2 separate regions of the Bicyclus anynana genome follow, and region 2 is linked to region 1. A link is a contact called in public Hi-C data. All regions are on one chromosome and are shown on one strand. Each heading gives the region's core, a stretch centred on a gene start, on an enhancer-like site or on the middle of the called end of the contact. The rest is flanking DNA. Distances are from core to core; before and after follow the strand shown. Region 1 overlaps LOC112058625 (titin homolog). Region 2 holds the start of LOC112058625 (titin homolog).

Evidence for each region. Hi-C and Micro-C count contacts between places; a contact is called where the count stands out from the background.
Region 2: a contact with region 1 is called in a Hi-C map of whole body, with 1.8 times the contacts expected there. The contact joins the promoter of LOC112058625 here to the enhancer-like site in region 1. A contact is called at or near these places in 2 of 2 Hi-C or Micro-C datasets (whole body and whole larva).

What each region holds. Positions count from the first base shown.
Region 1 is chr4:4,130,134-4,135,547 of ilBicAnyn1.1, reverse strand. It overlaps LOC112058625 (titin homolog), which reads left to right. Exons shown (of 7, transcript XM_024099545.2): 3 at 1,410-1,787. The coding sequence starts at 1,432. Among protein-coding and RNA genes, the nearest start is that of LOC112058619, 23 kb to the right of the region's middle. Within about 2 kb of position 2,322, at least 3 of the 8 cell types and tissues checked have open chromatin away from gene starts, as enhancers often do.
Region 2 is chr4:4,187,515-4,192,928 of ilBicAnyn1.1, reverse strand. LOC112058625 (titin homolog) reads left to right here and starts at 2,038. Exons shown (of 7, transcript XM_024099545.2): 1 at 2,038-2,197.

The DNA.
Region 1 (5,414 bases), core at 1,073-3,572:
TCAGTTTTATCTTTATCATTTAACATAAAGTAAGAATGCGTCAAAATTTATGTTTAGACTCTTATCAGAAGATGGTGAAACTGGCTCTATGTGCTCTTATTCTTCTTGATGTAGCGGCTTTGCAGGTCTTCAAGAGGTCTCTGTATCGCGTTGGCCGCTCCCGATCTATTGTGATCGCCACTGACTAGATTACCCCAATACTGGTTGCCGCCAGCAGTAATTAAAGGCTCTAAGTGTTGCTATTAAAAAAAAAAGAAAACAAGTTGCTTAATTTTACATTTGCGTAGACAGGCGCTATTATTGTGGTGTTCTTTCATCACCGCCTAAGGCCACAGTTAGCGAAATAAAATGAAAACTGTACTTCCTTGCCGAATGTTACAAACATGGAAACGTTAATGCAAATCCTAACAAGCGGCAAAATCTTTTGTAAACGGGATATTGTTCAAACTTCGGTCGTCGAAACCGAGACGTGACCAATGCATTTCGTGCCACGTTATACACAATAAATCGCGTACTGATAGATACTGATCATAATAGGAACCTGTTTCTTGTATGTTATTGTTGTGTTCGTACAGCAACTTACTGGATGTGATCGTGTAGGACATAATTCATAACGGCTCAGTTGCTATATATTTGATATCTACTGTATCAAACTATCTTGTTAAATCATTGCGTCTTCTAGTCATGAGATCATGGGTTATCACTGCCTGTTGAATGTTAAGTTGTCCTTTCGTTCAAGAAATTCTCAGTAACAGTTCAAATCCTCAATAGCACCTTGCTAAATATGTGGGACTCAACACCAAGATGTCTTAGAGATTAGATCGCCGTTGTACTTTTGTCATACCAACCGGTATTAACACAATATTTTCTTATTGGAGGGGAACAGGAATATTGGTCATGTTTTTTTTTAAAGAATATTTGTCATATCTTTTAATCATAACCAATATTCCCGTTCCCCTCCAAGAAGAAAACACTGTGTTAAGATTAGGGCTGGACTATTGTCGTACCTACGACAATAGTCCAGCGGATCGAACCACCACCTCTCGGTGATGAGTCCAGCCCTTTTATACACTTTTGAGGTTTGAAAAGAAACACAATCATCCGCCCACTTTAATATACTCGTCATACTAAAGAGGGCGGATAATTGTACCTCTGAGTATATATCAAAATATATTCTTTAAAAAAATGCACCTACCTATCCTTAGTGTAGAACATTATGAAGAAACAAAACATAAAACTTCAAATATAGAATCAGATATGACAAATTTCTTTAAAAAAATATATATCTCTACTTATTATCTATACACCCATCTTTTGCGTCGGAAATTAAAAAAGCAACAAAATATAATGACACCAAAACGTCTTCTTGAATAAGCAAAATTTAACTCTGCATTATCTTTTCTTTCCAGATGTCAGTCCGCCCCGAAAGTAATGGATAGCCACAGTAGATCGGCGTCCCCCAGGGAGCCAGCGCGGCCGCTGCATCGCCCGCCCTCCCCGCCCTCCTCCCCCCAGTCAGGCTTCGACAACAGAGCGTACCAGCACGACGAGTCAGACCCCAACCACAACGACAGCTTCACTTCCAATGGTCCACAACAAAACCATCAAAACGGGCACAGTAAAGAACCTAATGGTGACACCAAAACATTAGAAGCAGTCAACTTAGAACTGATTAATTTGACTCCTAAAAACGGGTCCAAGAAAAAGGATGTGGAGGTTGACATGAATGCTACAAACCCGTACGACGAATACTTCGTACCTGTCAACGAGCATCGGAAGTACATGAGGTATGTTATATTACAAACTACACACATTCTGGTGACAAATCATCAGTGCATTAAATCTTTAATTATCAAGAAAAATGTCTGAAGATACAAAGTATATTTTTACACCATCATAAATTATATTTTCTATATTAATATGTATTTACACCTTCATAAATTATATTTATGAAGGCATAAAAATATATTTACACCTGCCAGCTAACCCGGCGAACTTCGTAGCGCCATTTACATTAGAATTTATACTAGAATTTTTGCAACAGCAGCGTCAAGGATGATTTGAAAATACAATTTGTATCTTCAAACCATCCAGGAATAGATATCTATTGAATTATACACGCACACAAAATTTCATAATATCGAATAAATGTGTATCTTTCTGGTAATATAAAAAAATCGCTATAAACAACCGCTACAGTACATTTTGGCACAGTTAATACAATCAGTGCAATAAGCAATGATTCGAACTATCGGCGCGAGCCAGGCCGACTGATACAGATAGTTATCTATCAGCGATACTACATACCGTTCAAGAACCGGTGTGGCCACACAATAGAATTAAAACTCTGAATCTGTGTTAGTCACGGACCAACCTCCGTGGTGTTACTTTATACCTACTTGTAAGTTTCCTAGGAAAAACGTTTAAAATTCATATTAGAATTTGATTTTATTTCAAAGTAAAAATATTGTTTACTATAATATTATGTTTAACCAAATTCTGATTACAATTTAATTGAATAAACGCAAAGTAAACATCACAAAACATTTGTAAAACTTTACATTTTGGCCCCCTTTCAAACATATTTATAATCAATATACATGTATTTTTATTTGTGTTAATTACGTAAATTAACACATTCAATTTAAGATTTTTTATCTTTTATTTAATGTATTAATTGTAATGGGACTACTTTTTTGGTTTGTTCAAAGCTCTTTTCAAAACAAGAGGCTAAAGGCTAGGCTTCTAAACCTTTTATTTTTATTTTACGACTTTAACGGTTTTTAGATAAATGTAAATTAGTATTCACAAACTTGGAGTCTGTATTGAGTTAATTTAATGAAAATTTTCATGACCTGCTTTTTCTTAAAATCTGCAATGACTTAAGATCTACAAGCAAATATGTCACAAGCAAAAAGCATTCAGTGTACACAAATTGAAATTCGCGTCACTCCAAACGGCTCGCAAACCCACCTCGCTAGAATGTGGTTTATTACATAACCGCGCTCAACCAACTGTAATATTTATTGTGTCGCGTGAACAGACAACTCGATAATCAAATTATATAGATAGCGAACTGAGGAAAACATTAACTAATCGCTTAGTTTAATTTGTAACAGCTTTATTAAGTTTCGTTGCAATTTGCACACACTTTCTAGTCATTAATCATTAACAACCAATATTCGACTCACTGTTGAGTACGAGCCTCCTCGAGATAAGAGGATACCTCATACCTACTACTATACTCCTAGCTATATTAGATCTGCTTTATTGGTTCTGCTATATAACAGTAGTTGTTTTGTTTTCTTCTTGTCGAATTACTTCAGGAACATTTTCGATTGGCTGTATTTTGTCCAGCAGTTCTATCCTAAGTATTAACAACTAGTGACTAGATTAATGAAGCAGCTATACATAATTTATAACTACGAGATTAAGAGCAAAATGTAAACTAAATTGCCAAAATATTATTGCATCACACTTGATCTCTTTCTCTAACCTTGTGTTGAAGATTTACTACAAAAGTTCACCATTGTAACATAGGTTATATTTAGAAGTAGGTTTATTGGTGAATAATATTACATAACACGTTCCATGTATACATATGTATGTAAATAAACCAGTTCCAATCACCTATAAATTTCTACTTTAATAATTCATATGTCAAATAGTCACCTGAGAAACCGCAGAGGCAACCTCTTCGTTCGACCTCGTTCTAATAAAGAGTGTATTAGTAGATACTCGTATACAGGATGATTTCTGCAATTATCGCAATATCACATGGTAACAGACAAAATTATTATAAGGATTTTTCAGTAGCGAATAGTTTTTTACAAATAAAATTAGCGAACAATGAATTTTTTGTAGCCACTTTCAGAAATATCTTTAATTTTTTCACGAATAATAAAAATATGTTAAACTAGCTGGCGCCGCGCGGTTAAATGGGGATAAATTATAGCCTATAGGCTTCCTCGATAAATGGGCTATCTAACACTGAAAGAATTTTTTAAATCGGACCTTGAGATTAGCGCGTTCAATCAAACAAACAAACAAACTCTTCAGCTTTATAATATTAGTATAGATATGTAAAAGAAAATATGTTAATAAAAATATGTAAAAGAAAATATGTTAATACACAATTATGCATTTTGCGTCTTAATAAAACTCTTACCTGCAAAGTTTTTGTAATATCATATACATGCTGACATGATGTTTCTTCTTCTTTCTTTAACATTTAAGTTTGGCTTTATTTTGCAAAAGGTTTGGTGTCATTAATGTTAAAGTTACTGATATGATATGTATGAAAGAGAATCTGTAAAATCCATTTACTAATGCTAGAACAATACGTGTTTTTATTTTAGGTTATAAAATTCACCATTCATATAAATATTATTCAGTAATCAATTCACATTTTTATAAATATAATTATTGAGTGAAATATATTTTTTTTTTGCTATAAAGTAAAATATATCCAAAAAAACACTCTGTATACAAAAGTTACTTAACACACCCGCTGACCTTGCCTGTTATATCAAAGCACGTTGTCACCCGCGCTTTGCGTTTAGGAATCCACAAATGGACGAAGCTTGTTGTGAATTTTAAAATTCGAACGTTGTTTGAAGTGTTTTGCCATTATAGCTAGGCGCCAGCGGAACACGACAGGATTTTAAAGTTCCTAAATAGTCTTGAACATCTATAGTTGGCCAAAGACAAAACTTAAACGCTCTTTTAGAAAACCTACAAGAAATTATGGTTCACTAAAGTTTAATTATATTTTCTAACATAGTTTATCCTATGTAACTAGCCTGTTTCTTGGTAACTCAGTAATTATTATTTTTTTAAACAAATTAACTTAAGTGGGGTCAAGTAGACTATTAAGGAGCTACTAGTTATCAGGACTAAATTTTTGTCACTAATTACGTGTTCCATTTAAGTCAAACGTAACTTTAGTGGAATGCAATTATTAGAAACTAGCCGTACCTATCTAAAGGAATATTTTAGTAGTAGTAAAGACGATAATGAAGTGTCGTCTCTACTACTGATAATGATGATGGATGATGATGATGATAAGCTTTCGACGTCATAACGAGGTGACGAAAGACGCCGCGTGAGTTTTCATCCCTACGTTGATATTCCTAGGAATCAACAACATACAAATATTTAAAACAAGTGTGAATAGGCATCCTCAAAGCAAGCGAGTCCCATCTTGGACTATATCTTACTATCTTACCATCGGGTGAGATCATAGTCAAATGCGAATCTATCTCGCATAAAAAAGGCGTAACACCCATCGCCTCAATTTGATGAAGACAGGGTAGCACTTCGTAACAACTTCTTTGAAAAAACTTCAAACTTTCACGTTTATGAGATAGAAATTCGATATTAGGATTTAGCTATCTTCAGGGTATGAGGTTAAG
Region 2 (5,414 bases), core at 789-3,288, 58 kb before region 1:
TTCGCCACGTTGTATCATAACAATTCAATAATGGATTTTAGGTGAATTTTGTACTTAACTTCTTAGGTTGACATTGTTAAACATTTTCCTTTTAGCGCAGGTCAAAAACAACAACCGCTTACCTAAAGCTGGGACATACTGGGTCCTATGTATGTAAACTAAATATATATATGTACCCAAACTGAATAGTAATGTGGAGTGTATGTACCTAAACTAAATAGTAATGTGGATTGAAAATTTACTTAAGACCAATCCATTCAAAAAAATTATCTCGTAAAATATTTCCAACCACTTCTTATCATATAATATGAAACTAATGACAAACACTTGTAAAACATTAGATATAATCAATACAAATGTAAATTATAGCATATCATAATATATCAGATACATATTTTCCATTTTGGAGGCATTTTATCCGAACATATTTGAAAAATTCTCCGCAACTTAGTCAATGTGAAGTCATTTTTTAACACGCAAAAGTAACATTCCAAATTTATCACAACAAAGAAACTTACAACGGGCAACGCAAAACCACCCACAGTATACTGTAAACTACGCAAAACCGTTACAAAACCTTAGGGGTCCACCGTTCGTGTATCGTTGGGGATCGTAATCAAGCAGTTCCGAGTATTCCCTTGATAACGACTAAGCTTACCTGCGCTTTGCCCTCGTATTAACCGACCGAGTTGAGAAACTTTCGCGAAATATTCTTTGAGACGCTTGAACGATGAATTATTTATAGTTTGCCAACTTGTAATTGCTGTTTGTTGAGTATTATAGTTATTGATTTTTGCTCCATCATGTTTGTTATTGATCGGTAAATAAGATCTTCACTGGACTGTGTAAAGATGTTTTTAACATAAGGGCAAAAAACCTAACAAGTTCACCTCGTAGCTTTGAAGATAGAAGATTTTTTGCCTCATGCGAAAGCCATATAAGGATTCTGCAAACTAGAAATATCTTTTCGATTTGGATATCCACCGATTTAATAGATCTGTTCTTTTCGAAACGTATATCGTACAAGGGTAAACTGTCAGTTTCGATAGGTACTGTAAATGATCGAACTTTTTGTCAAATCAAACGTCTTTGTCAAACAATTTGATCGTCTGCTGCTTTATTTTATGCGCAAACATATTTTAATAGTTAACGCGATGCTTTACGATACGAATTAATATAACCGTCTGCTTGATTGTTCTTCAATTTACACAGATTATTTCAGCCTATATCGGAAGCACTAATAGGTCATTATTAAGTATTATTTAAAGGAAAGTACTAACTGTAACGAGCAGTGAACATTCAACAGCCAAGTGTCCTTGATGAAATAAAATAGATTGTGGATTCATATTAGTTTCAATGACTTTAGTGTCACTATGATTCTAAAAATTATACATCGTAAAAATTATTGAATAAAGCCACAATAAAGATATAAAAACTAATAGGTTTTAAAACCTAGACGAACAATTAATTTTATAATTAAAATAAAAGCAATATCATTTTTTATTGCTGACACTACTAAAGTGTTGGGATTTAAAATAAGAATCTGATGTAAACGTTTTTTTTTTCAAAATACTCATATCAATATTCTTACGAGTAGGTATATATTATGTTATTTATGTAAGGGTAGAGTAGCTATATCAAAATATTGTTTTTTTCTGACTCTCAAACTCGAAAATCAGTGCAACCGACTTTGATTTTTTTGCACTCATTGGTTTGTAAACATGAAAACCTAAAGAAAAGTGAATCAAAAAAACAAATTGAAAAGTGATTATTTATAATTTTGTATGGGACCGTTCATCTTGTATAATACGAAGTTCACCAGGACAGCGATTAAACCAATTGAGCCTTAGTAAAATAAAGTACAAAACAATAGATTAACGAATAAATGCCTACCGATGACTTCACTACACAAGATAGGTAATTACGATAAATCGTAAACAAAAAAGTACAACAAACCCTCACGTACGAACTCAAAGTTGGTAAAAAGGTTTATACCTTGATGACGCAAAGAACCTTCCGAACTTGGCAGGTTTATCGCAGCGGTGAGCGCACGGACCGGGCACCACTCGCGCGCGTACCGCGGACCAAGCCGCTTCGAATTTCGAACGTTACAAACGTCAACGCCATTTTTTTTTTTAAAAGTGCCAGTGCATTTTGAACTGAGGATTTTGTGACAGTACTGTGTTTTACAAAACAGGTTAGTTCATATATATTTTTATGGCCTTTTTATATCTTTTATATTACCTACATCGTTTCGTGTTTGAGATTTGCATGATAAAGGACCTTAAACGGTTTCTTAAGTTGCATTTATATGAGCTTTAAGGCTTTAAAATTCCAATCCTGCGCCGATAAAGTGTTAACCTTTCTTTACTTTATTTTTAAAGGACTTCGTAAAACTGATAATTTTTTATTATATATTTTTTTTTACTTTCACAAATAACGTTGTGTTTTATAAATAACATTTATAGACTTTTACCATAGACTTTTATTACTAAATAATAAGGGATACATATTTTTAGCCGTAAGTTGATGTTCTAAATTGAAACGTCTTAGGAAAAGACATCAACGAGTTCTTGTAACCGAAATTATGAACAGCGCTCCTTCAAATGAAACGAAACGATTTTCAAATTTATTTACTTTATATTACATGCTTTGTATTTTAAGTCACTTTATTATATTATTTTCTAATAGTGGGTAGTTAAGGTTTACGTTGAAAACTTTTATATAGTCTAATAATATATAACATTAAAGCAATAGTTTATCGTTAAATGTATTGTAATTCTGAATTTGCAAGATATTTTCTAATAATATACATTCTTACGTGCCTATTTTGATTTGATTCTAGCAATTTGCATAACGATGATTACATCAAAATGTCAAATCGTTCGCATATGGCTATTACCTATTGTTGCATTTGGTTTCAACATTCGTAATAACCAATCACGAGACGTTATCATGTATTTTTAGTGTCTAAGTGTCTATGTGTGTATTAAATTAAGTGTTAATAACATCACATCACAGTAACATACATACGAAAGTTTGTGTAAATGTGTATGTTTGTTACTCCTTCTCGATTAGCAAGTACAAAACCGATTTGGCTAAAATTTCGAACGGAGACAGAATATACCCTAATAAATACATAGACTACTTTTCATCTTAGAAAATTCTATGCTTCCTGCGGGTTTTGTGAAAAACAGAATTTCGCGCAAACGTATTGGCGATTGTACTTTAGATATACTTTTCGTCTATCTAGGTACCTATACGCAAATTATTATTTTTGTACATTTTTCCTTAAAGTGGTGGTAAAAATATATAAAAACTCGATAACATATTGAAGTACGAGTAAAAACGACATCTTGCATTCATTCACAGACATCCTTTTATTCATACTACCAAGGCACTTAAAGAAAAATGTCCGTTGTACCTGCTTCTAAAATCGTTATACTTAATTGAATCTCAGTGTATTATTATTCATATAAACCCGTTTTATAGCTCATGTCAAGACAACGAATAAGTAGACGTATAGGTAGTAGGTAGATATTTATTAGAATTTCCATAACATTGTAGACTTCGCTTATAAAAAGTCCCATTCACTTATCTTAGTTCCGTATAAGATGACATTTGACTAGAGCGCGGTTCATAGACGAGTAAATCCTGCTATATTTAAATCTCTTGTAAAAAATGTTGGATTGCGACACAACAGATCAGAAGGGCTAGTCTGTTTTATGTTTTGTATAACTCGCAAGAGCGAGTCTCGAATTCACCTCTATTTTTCTCTTTCTATGGTATCATGTTGGACAGAAAGAGATAGAAGTGTATTTGAGACTTACACTGTCCAGTTGCAACAACATCGTTACGGAATAGACCTCCAGGATAAAGTTTGGCACAGAATGTTGCGCTTGACTACAACCATCCCTGGTCTGCGGTCTAATGTGCAATTAAAAAAAATTGAACCATCGTAACATATTGTGCTTTGACGGCCTCCATGGCGCAGTGGTATGCGCGGTGAATTGACAGTTAAACAAGACGGAGGCACAGTAGATATACGGAGGTCCTGGGTTCGATCCCCGGCTGGGCCCATTGAGGTTTTCTTAATTGGTTCAGGTCTGGTTTCGGCCGTAGTAGTAGGTAGTTACCACCCTACAAATATGTACCGCCAAACGAGTTTGCGTTCGGATGCGATGTCGTGTAGAAACCGAAAGGGTTGTGGATTTTCATCCTCCTCCTAACAAGTCAGCCCGCTTCCATCTTAGATTGTTTCATCACTTACCATCAGGTGAGATTGTAGTCTAATTTGTAAAGAATAAAAAAAAATAAGTAATCGTATTAGATTGTCCATAAACAATTACTTAACTATTAAAATACCGATAGCTTTTATTAGAAAAAAAAATCTGGGTATTGAATTTGTTAATTTATCAAAAATAAATTATTATGTAAAAAAATATACCTAGTATTGATAATGGGTCACGTCACTTCAAACACAAATCGTAACGTTATCAAATGTTTACGTAACATTTTCTCGTTTATTTTTTCGATTGTAAGTAAAACGTGAGTTATCATCAGTAATGTATGAAAACATCTTGCGTTACGTTATGTCAGCTTACTTGGTTGCATTACATGGACACTTGTTACCTTACTACTAACTTCTTCGTTGGTGTAACGGCTTGACGACCTCTGTGGCGCAGTGGTATGCGCGGTGGATTTACAAGATGGAGGTCCTGGGTTCGATCCCCAGCTGGGCCGGTTGAGGTTTTCTTAATTGGTTCAGGTCTGGCTGGTGGGAGGCTTTGGCCGTGGCTAGTTACCACCCTACCGACAAAGACGTACCGCCAAGCAATTTAGCGTTCCGGTACGAAGTCGTGTAGAAACCGAAAGGGGTGTGGATTTTCATCCTCCTCCTAACAAGTTAGCCCGCTTCCATCTTAGATTGCATCATCACTTACCATCAGGTGAGATTGTAGTCAAGGGCTAATTTGTAAAGAATAAAAAAAAACGGCTAATTTTTTGTAGAATCTCGGGTTTGAATACCGTATCTTTTAATGTTTATGTGACAACGTGACAATGACAATAAAGTTAGTAGGTATTAGGTAATTTGGAATTTGGAAGGAACGAACGCCTGACTTATGGCTTTTTCTGGGATGTTATTTTTTAATTAAATATAAAAGCGCTTGGAGGCCATTGGATCAGCTTCCACCTTCACACAGGAAATAAAACTATAAGAAATTGTAATTGTTATCAATTGTAAATTATAATACTGTATGACTTTTTCAAAAGAGCAACTGTTGAGTTTCTTGCCGGTATCTTCTCAGCAGAACCTGCCTTCCGAACCGGTGGTAGAGTCTTTACAAATAGTCAACTGACGTGTCAAAAGTGCTTGTAAACTGAGCCTACTTGAAATAAATGATTTTTGATTT